Linked DNA regions of Mus musculus: region 2 is linked to region 1. The links are chromatin contacts, called in public HiChIP or PLAC-seq maps. All regions are on one chromosome and are shown on one strand. The core of a region is the stretch at or near the end of the contact, and the rest is flanking DNA. Distances in the headings are between cores, read along the strand shown. Region 1 holds the start of D630003M21Rik (RIKEN cDNA D630003M21 gene). Region 2 overlaps Gm34458 (a long non-coding RNA gene).

Evidence for each region. HiChIP or PLAC-seq counts read pairs in DNA pulled down with a chosen protein or histone mark.
Region 2: a FOXA1 HiChIP or PLAC-seq map of pancreatic cancer cells shows a contact between it and region 1. The contact joins the enhancer-like site here to the promoter of D630003M21Rik in region 1. A contact is called at or near these places in 2 of 39 promoter capture datasets (embryonic stem cells and liver), 2 of 115 datasets of contacts at active chromatin or transcription factors (embryonic stem cells and pancreatic cancer cells) and 3 of 9 other capture datasets (adipose tissue, embryonic stem cells and macrophages).

What each region holds. Positions count from the first base shown.
Region 1 is chr2:158,226,505-158,231,487 of GRCm38.p6, reverse strand. It overlaps D630003M21Rik (RIKEN cDNA D630003M21 gene), which reads left to right and starts at 2,264. Exons shown (of 14, transcript NM_177657.5): 1 at 2,264-2,404. The coding sequence starts at 2,402.
Region 2 is chr2:158,106,416-158,111,013 of GRCm38.p6, reverse strand. The region is part of intron 1 of Gm34458 (a long non-coding RNA gene); the gene reads right to left. Among named protein-coding and RNA genes, the nearest start is that of Gm34458, 3.5 kb to the right of the region's middle. Within about 2 kb of position 1,358, at least 70 of the 459 cell types and tissues checked have an H3K27ac peak or open chromatin away from gene starts, as enhancers often do. A contact at or near this core is called in adipose tissue and pancreatic cancer cells, where this site is marked.

The sequences.
Region 1 (4,983 bases), core at 1,015-3,514:
ATGACCAGCTCTTCCTCATCTGGACAGTTCTACTGGATTCCTGAGCACACATAAGCTGGGCCTGATTGGATTGTCCTTCTAAGGCTTAAGGACAGTGACCCAGGCAAGAGGAATGTCTGGGACTCATGCAGGCAGCACACCAAGGTAGTTAATGGAGTGGTTTCTAGAATGGAGGCCTTGTTCAGTCCAGGAATGCAGCTCTCTACCCCCACCCCACCCCCTAGGCTCTGCCTGGGGCTCTTCATCTCTCAAGTGTTGCCAGTGGCTGGGTCCGCCCCACAGTTTACTTGTGAGAGTGTCTGATGTGCAGAAAGTTCCATTTTAGCATGCTCACAGCTTGAAGTCGTCCTCCAGGTTTTCAGGGGCTTCTAGATTATTCCCGACGGTGAGACTCCTGGAGCATCCTTCCCGGAGGAGAGACCCAAGCTTTCTCAAAGACTCTGTAAGCTCCTAAGGCCTTTTCAATTCCATTTTCTCTGCTTACTTAGTTCAGAATCCTTTCTGTCTCCCGTGACCCTGGAAAACTGACCCTTTTGCTAGTTGTGTCTCCTCGTTGCAGTCCGCGGAACTCACAACCCCACCTCCCAGCTGAATTCTGCACAGTAAACTGAAGGCTGTTTCTTCCCCTTAAACAAATGCATTCCTATGGGGCTGTTGGCAGAGTGTTTGCCTAGCGTGTACAAAGGCCCAGACCCACATAAAACACAAGTAGCAGCGCATGCCTGTGACCTCAGCACTTGGGAGGCAGAGACAGAAGGGTCAGAAGGTCAAGGCCATCCTCAGCTGCATATGGAATTTTACCTCAGGCTGGGACACATAAGACCCTTCTCAAACAAAACAAAACAACAACAACAAAAGCCCCCTCCCCTCTCTGCTTCTTAGGGAGGGATTATCTGATGTTTAAATAACATCCCTAAGGAATGCTCGGAGCCCCACAGCAGAGTGAGATTACTAGTTGGGAATTACTAGTCCCTCAGTAAAAAAGGATTTGGGATGGCTCCTAGCACAGGTTCTTGTGAAGAGACTAGATAATCAATGGGTGGGGTAGGGTGCGGTGAGGGGGACATGACTGTGGATAAGCCTTAGAAGGGAAGCCTTTACCACCATGCCATCCTGCGGTCTCCACTTACTTGTCCCAATCTTTTTAAGCCATCCCCCTGGAGGCCTCCCGTGGCCTGTTCCCACTGCCTGGAATTCCATTTCCTGCGGCCCCTCTCTGTTCACTCAGGTCTCGTCATTCTAATAATAATAATAATAATAATAATAATAATAATAATAATAATATTTTTCCTGAGTGTGTATCTGTGTACCATGTGTGTTCCTGGTGCCCTCTGAGGTTAAAGAGGGCCTTAGATTCCCTTAGCAGGTAGTTGTGAATGGCCATATGGGTGCTGGGAATTGAACCTGTGTCTTGGAGAAGGGTGGCCAAATCTCTCCAGCCCCCTCTCGGGAGTTTCTGATCAACTCCATTCCTTTTCAGCAGTTAACTCACGGTTATTTTTTCTGTTCCTCTCGTTCTTGTTCCCATTCCCCGTAGGTGACAACCCCCACCCCCTTCCATCGCTCCCCAAGGACAGGGAGTCTGTGTCGTTCTGGCTCAGTGCAGTATTTGATAATAAAAAGCTCGATTCCAGAGTCATCCAACGGGAAAGCTACTACAGAACACCTCAGGAAGGGGCTTCCAAACAGCCCACCTCTCCTTCCACGATTGGTTCCGTGGTAGGGAGTCCACAGGCGTGGTGGGTGTCTGGGGCACCCTGCCTCATAGCAATGTGGGTGTCTGCCATGGGAGCTTCAAGTTCTTGAAGGCTCTGTGTGTGTGTTAGCCGCCATCCCAAGCCTGACACTGGGCCGTCAGGACTGATGCTGACATCTACTCCCCAATTCCAGGAAGGGGTGCTATCCTCACCAGCATCACCTCCACCACCTTCCTATTTTACAGTTGAAAAACTGAGGCTTAGGAGACAAAATGACTTGCAGATAGGAACAAGAAGCCAGCAGTCCTGGGTGGGGACGCTGGAGGGAGCGCTGGGCAGCGCCAGACACCCCTAGACTGTTCCGGTGGCCTCGGCAGGGGGTGCGGAGTGGACCAACGTCGGGCTCCTGTCACCCGCAGCGGCGGCGGCAGCAGGGCGGCGCAGAGCAAGGCGTCGCACAAAGGGCCGCTGTCCCGCCGCCGCCCCGCCCCCCCCCCACGGGGTGGCCCGCCTCTTCCCCCCCCCCCCTTTTCGCCTCCTCAGCCTGGGTCCCCTCTCCCTCTTCCCTGTCCGGGTCTGGCTGCCCCTCGGGATGAGGCCGGGTTAGGAGTACTCCTCTCGCCCTTCGCACTCTCTCCAGAGCTAGGAGAGCCAGAGCTTCGCGGGACAGAGACTGCCAACGCGGGGACCAGAGGAGCATCACCATGGTAACGCCCTCCTGGGCCTGGACCACCTCACTCTGCTGGGTTTTCTCCAGCACGCCCCCACCCCACCCCACCCCCCCGCGCCCCCGGGTGTGTGTGTGTGTCTGTGTGTGCACACGCGGCGCGCACGCACGCACGCACCTAGAGACCCTCGGTTCCTGGTGTGGGTCGTTGCTTAACTGCGTGCGCAGCTCCCGCAGAATTAGGGCAAGAGTGGGGCTCAGATCCACCCCTGGGCCTCGCGTCCTGCCTGGGCCTCTCTGCAGAGATGCACGCTTTCATCTCGCTCCAAACCAGTATGCAAATTTGAACTGGAGTTCTGGACCTTGAGCCTTGCAGAAAACTTGGTTGTTTTTTTTTTTTTTTTTTTTTTTTTTTTTTTTTTAGCGCTTTAAACTTTATGCTGACTGACAGTGCTGTGTCCTGTAGGGGGTCTGGAATGAGAGGGAAATCAAAGTCGTCGTGTCCCCCCCCCTCCCCCCCCCCCCCCGCCCCAACCCAGCACAGAACAGTAGTGCTGAGAAAGGGCGGACCCTGAGGGCAGGAGAGTGGGTTCGAGGGACTTGCTCACCAAATCTTGGGTGCCTTTGCTATTTTAGATACGGTGGTTTGGCACGGGGCCTTCCCATGGGCATGAGGTGTAGAGGCATCTGGGGAGAAGGCGGAGGGCTTACTTCTGTGCATGGGTTTCCTGGACTGCACCTGGGAACGGGACCTCTAGGAGAGTTGTGTGTGCCTTTGTGCCTGTGTCTGGGAAGAAGGAGTCAAAGTGAAGTCTGTTGCTCAGAGTCTTAGCTGGGCTCCAGACAGGTTCAGGATTGGGGAAGATTCTCTGGAGCAATTTTGCAAATCTCCGGGGATTTGGACAGAGCTGGGAGATGGGCCAGGGCATTCACCCCCTGACTCTGATTTGCTGTGCTGGCTTGGGTGGGCTTCCCTTCCTGTGTAGATCCATACCCAGAACTCTACAGAGAAATGCATTCACTCCGTGCCTGCACACACCAATCCCCGAACCACAATGAACACAAGCACACGGGGCTCATGTATCTGCTTGCTCGGGCTGAAATATGGACAGACACCTCTGCACACAGACAGTACAAAACTAGGCTCCCAAACTCAGACCCCAGAGCCAGAGGCACGGTAGACACCGCTCTTGGGGCATAAAAGTACATCCTAAGTGGTTCGGCCTAAGGCAGTGTTTGTCTGCCTCTCTCTATAGCAAGACCCTGTGCTGGGCTCTCTATGAGTGGGAGACATACCACGCCCACCAACTCTAACTGCAGACTTGTAGCCCCTCATCTCACCGATGAGAGCCTGAAGCCAAGGAGCCTACACTGTCACCCTTCCAGAAGTATGAAGCAGAACCGCTGGAATTCACACCCTGCAAAGTCACCTCGGTGCCACAGCTCATCTGTCTGTCAAAGCTCTGGTTTTGACGGAATCAGTTTATTCATTTTTCTTAAAAACAAACAAACAAACCCTCAGTAAACCCCGGATTCTCAGGTCAAAGGTCAGGCCCTGGGGTGCTCCTCAGAACAGCCGAGAGAGTCTTTCCTGAGGGGTAGGACAGCCATGTTTTCATCTCTGCCTTTATTTACATATGTGTGTGTACATATGCACATGCACGTGTATGTGCATGCGTGTGCATGCGCATGTGTATGCATATGCATGTGTGTGTATCTTGTGATGTGGTGTTAGGGAATGTCCATGTTTGTATATGTATACATGTGAGGTGTGTATGGCACGGCACATGCCTGTGTATGTGTGCCTGCATCACATGCAAGCCGGAGGAGGGCCTTCATAACTTCCGTCCACTCCTTAGAGCCAGGGTCTCTCCCTGAATCTGGATTTTGCATTTTATTGGCTAGGCTAGAAATATCCCAGGGATTCTCCCATGCCTGTTCGGCTCCGTGATGGGTGTGTGAGCATGTATGCGACGACATCCAGGTTATTATGTGGGCACTGGGGTCTACACCACTATTTTCCCTTTGACTAGAAATGTAATCACCTCTTCTCCCATCTTTGAGCCCTGAATACTCAGACCTGGCTTCAGAATCCCTCAGGGTTCACGGTCCCTCCTGCCCCAGGACCTTTGCATGTGCTTTCTTTGCCGGGAAATTCCTCTTTCCTGTAATATCCACCCAAACCAAACCACCGTGCTATATCTGCTCACAATCCGCTCACTGCAGCGTGTCACTCTAGCATGCCTTTGCAGCATGCGTGTGGAGGTTAGAGGACAACTGTCAGAGTGGATTCTCGCCTTCTGTAGTGTGATCAAACTGGTCATCAGGCTTGGAAGCAAGTACCTTAACTTGCTGAGCCATTTGCTGGCCTCTGGAGGAGATTTAATACTGTGATTTTTAAAACCCATGGTTTCATGCATGCTAAGCAATGGCTCTACCACTGAGCCACACCCCCAGCTCTCTTTTTCACTTCGAGGCAGGATCCCACTAAGCTGCCTGGGCCAGCCTTCAACCTGCAACTCTTTCTCATATTTAGAGTAAATGGGCACGTCCAAGAGGAGTCTGTATTCCTTGCCTGTGAGCACAGGTGCCTTGGAAACCTAAGAAGAGATGCCCCTC
Region 2 (4,598 bases), core at 109-2,608, 120 kb after region 1:
AGAGTGACCAGAGAGCTTACTGCACAGGCCCAGGGTCACAACGATGGAAATCCAAGGTAGAGCGAGAGTTCCAAGCAAACAATTCGGAACCCAGTCTTCGTTCCCAGCTTCCCACGCTGTCGCTACCTGTCACACTGATGTGTATGGTTCTGAGAATGATCTATGGGAGTCATATTTTTGGTTTTGAATGAGTGAATTTATTAAGTATATAGCAGGTCAAAATAAAAGAGAAAGAGAGAAAGATATATCAAAATAACATCAAATTGAATGTTCAAAACATCCAGCAGAGCCAGGCTGTAGTGGCGCATGCCTTTAATCCCAGCACTCTGGATGTAGAGCCAGGTGGGTCTCTGAGTTCAAAACCAGCCTGGTCTACAGAGTGAGTTCTAGGCCAGCCAGGACTACACAGACTAAACTCTGTCTTCAGGGAAAACAAAACAAAACCAACCAAGCAACCAAATGAACAAACAAAACACCAAAAAAACAGAACAAAACAACAACAAATCCTCCCAGCAGAAACGGACTCAGGGTGCCTTAGCAACCAGCTGGAGCTCCCACTAGAGAGGATCTTAGGCAGAGCAGAGGGTCCCCTCATTTAATCACATTTAATCCCACATTTAATCCCAGCAGAGGTAGGCAGATCTCTGAGAGTTCAAGGCCAGCCTGGTCTACACGGTGAGTTCCAGGATAGCCAGGGCTACATAGTGAGATCCTGTCTCAAAACCAAACCAAACCAAAACTAAAAGCACAATACGGATGGTTACAACATCTGGCAGAGGCCTACTGAAGATGGCTCTTATGTCATGGGATGAACATAGCAATGTCTGCTGGGAATGGTTACCTTCCAGCTGTTGTTTAAAGACACAATGTTTTTATCCTCTGGCTGCTTTGCTGTGTCCCTTCACAGAGTTAGGGTGCCATTCCATCCCCAGACAAAGGGGCCTTAGAGGATAGTTTGAGACACACATGTTTGGGTGTGAAATGGGGGTGAGAGGGTGAACCTCACCTCCATAGGTGGTTTCTCGGTGAGCTCCAACAGCACATGACAGTTAACAATATAATCTATATTATACACACAGGCTGGACACAGGCCGAGGCAGGGAAGCTACTGTGGAGCCTGGAGCCTGAGGAGGATCCTCCAGAGACAGGCAGGAAGCATGCTAGCTGAGCTGCTGGAGGAAGGTACAGCAGCCTGCGAGCTGGGTGCGGGAGGCAGGAAGGAGGTGGGGGGAGAGTCCGTTTTCTAGGAAGTGAAGGCTACCTCAGCAGGCATGATGTGCATCTGTGTGGGCCCAGCTTTGGAAGCTGTGTGTTCTGTGTTCCAGGCAGGGCCCGGCCACCTCAGGAAGTGTATGAGGGAAAGTGTTTCTGGGAAACGGCCCCAGAGACTTCAGAAGAAAGGAATCTGCAGCTTAGAAGTCTCTAGCGATTGCTGGGGTTTCTTTTCACAGTCTTTCTAAATATTTACTTTTGTGTCCGAATCGATATTCATCATTTTCCTTTGTATTCTCCTTAAATCCGATCTGCCAAAATAAAAAGTAAACCTACAGTTGCCTTGCCAGAGGAAATAAAATTAAGAAATTAAAAAAATATGCGCTTGTCCAATTACGATGAGTCATAACAGAAGTTTGAGACTTTATAGTAAGAAATGTATTTATGGGCTGGGGAAATGGCTCAGAAGGTAAAGTGCTTTGCTGCACAAGTTAGGGGAGCTGGGTTTGAATCCCAGAACCCACAAGAGAGAGACAGAGAGAGACAGAGACAGAGACACAGATACAGACAGAGACAAACAGAGATAGAGACAGAGAGAGAGGAGAGAGAGGAAGAAGGAGAAGAGGGGAGGGGAGAGGAGAGAGAGAGAAGAGAGAGGAGAGAGAGAGACAGACATACACAGAGATACAGAGACAGACAGAGAGTGAGGTGCTGAGACAGGAGGACCCCCAAAACTCCCTGATCAGCAGTCTAGATGAATCACCAAGCTCCCAGTTCTGTGAGATCCCTGTCTCAAAAGCTAAAATGGAGACGTGGTTGAGGAAAGAACCTGGACATCAATCAGCTCTGGCCTCCACTTGACGCCCCTCGCCCCTGTGAGTGCTCCCACAAACTCCTCACTGCCTTCCTTCCGATGTATTTACTGCACAGCCAGCCAAACACCCTTGCTCAGCCCAGCCTCCCCCAGGTGCGCTGGCCACTGGCAGCCTACGGTTGAGGCAGAGCCCAGCATGTGTATTGCGACTCACTGACGGTTTTACTATCAGGAAAACTTTTATTTTACAACAAAGGCTTGGCTAGCTTACCTGGGTTTGATTTGAGATTGAGGTTGTTTATTTATTCATTCATTTGTTTGTTTTGACACGTGCTCTCCTGTAGCCCAGGCTGGTCTTGAACTCGCTATGTAGCCCAAGGATGACCTTGAACTCTTGACCCTCTACCCCCACCCGATACGTGCTAAAGTTACTCTTTCACCACCACACCCTGCTCTTCTTTGTTCTTATCTATCTATCTATCTATCTATCTATCTATCTATCTATCTATCTATTTTTATTTCTTGGTTTTTCAAGACAGGGTTTCTCTATGTAGCCCTTACTGTCCTGGAACTCACTTGGTAGATCAGGCTGACCTTGAACTCACAAAGATCCTCCTGCCTCTGCCTCCCAAGTACTGGAATTAAAGCTCATTATTATTGATTTATTTTAATGTGGCCTACCAAGTGGAAAATTGTCATGTGAGAATATTGTCACACCACAGTGAAGTTTAAATAGCAGTTGGTCTATCAGTAAGTTGTAATACACACGTACACACACTCACACAGCACACTTACACACACTCACACAAGCACACATTCACACAAGCACACTCACACACACATGCACACAGTCATAAGTACACTCACACAATACACTCACACACATACACTCACTCACACAGGACATACACTCACAGATACACACTCACACTCACACATTTGCTACATCCTGTGCCTGCCTTTATGCGTATGTTTGAGTGTGTGGTAGTGTGTACGCATGCACGAGCATGCATGTGGGGGTGGGGCTGAAGTTGACATTTGGTGTCTTCCTTCATTAACCGCCACTAATTTGTTGGGTTGAGGGTACTCCTTGAGCCTGGAACTCACCAATTCCTGCTAGTTTAGCTAGCCAGCTTGCTTTGGGAATCCCTTGTGTCTGCTCCACAGGGCTGGGATTCTTGGTGACCACCAGGTCCACCTGGCTTTTGCACGAGGGGACATGAACCAGTCCTCATAACTGCTAGGCTAGCATCTTTACCCACTAACTCATTTCCCCACTCCTCCTCCTCCTCCTCCTCCTCCTCCTCCTCCTCCTCCTCCTCCTCCTCCTCCTCCTCGTTCTTTTGAGATAGTTTCACTCACTACATAACCCAGGCCTCAGACTCTCAGTAATTCTCCTGCCTCACGCCCCTAGTACTGAGATTACAGCTAGGAGCTCACACAGACTGGTGATTGTGCCTTTTCTATTTACACATCAACCCTGAATGGGAACGCTGTCCCACAGTGGCAATTACTCCCAACTTCAGCACAGGGACGAGCTAGGATGTCATAACTGTGCCCCCTGGAGGGCTGTGGGTTGATAGCAGTGGCAGCCAATCTTGCTCTAGAAAGTTAGGTCCAGCAAGGGGCTGTTGGAGCAAGGCAGTAGGGAGATCTGAAAGGGACAGCTGCCAAGTGACCCTTTGGGAGGCAGCAGAGACACTTTCCATGGTGGATACGCAGAGGACAGGCAGGCAGGAAGCAGGCTGGGAGTTTGGTGCAAAGCCAGGAAGAGAATTATGTAGGGGCTCATAATGGGGACTGAGGAAGAAGGCGCCTGGTCTCTGATGCTTTCCTTAGCTACAGTGGTCCTGCCCTACAGGGATGGCTGAAGATGAGCACTGGCAGCCCATGCTCCACCAGGCACCACCAGGCCCCAGGCCCCCTGAAAAGATTTTCTCTGCCAACTCCCCCTCCATTCTTTCTCAGATCTGGCCAGCCCTGCTCAGGGCTGACAAGCCGTCTACACCCAACACTTGGCAGTGCCAAATCTTAACAGCCCTTGCAATTTGTCTCTCATGCATCACAGAGACCCCCTCCTCCTTCTTTCTATCTCCTATTTCATTGGCGCATTCCTTCAGTGGGGGGAGGGCTTCTTGAACTTGGTGCTGCTGGGGTCTGTGTTGCTGAGGCCCCCAATGGTCCTGAGAAAAATGAAGCCCAGCAAAGCAACTTGAGGCCAGAGTCACCCAAAATCAGTCAGGGCTGGACTATTTTTTTTAAATATAATGCTGTTTTTAAAAAAAGACTTACTTATTTTATTTTATGTGTATGTACATGTGCCTAAGTGTATGTATATATGGGCTCTGCATGCACGCAGGTGTCTGTTGAGGTCAAAAAAAGATGTCAGATCCCCTAGGACCGGAGTTACAGGTGATTGTGAACTACCTGATGGGGTGTTAAGAAATGAACTCAGCTCTTAACCACTGGGCCATCTTCCCAGACCCAGAGCCAGATTTTAACAATAACGGCAATAGCAGTAATCACGTGCTGGCTCTTAGCGGTATGAGACACAGATTGAGGCACTGTGCAG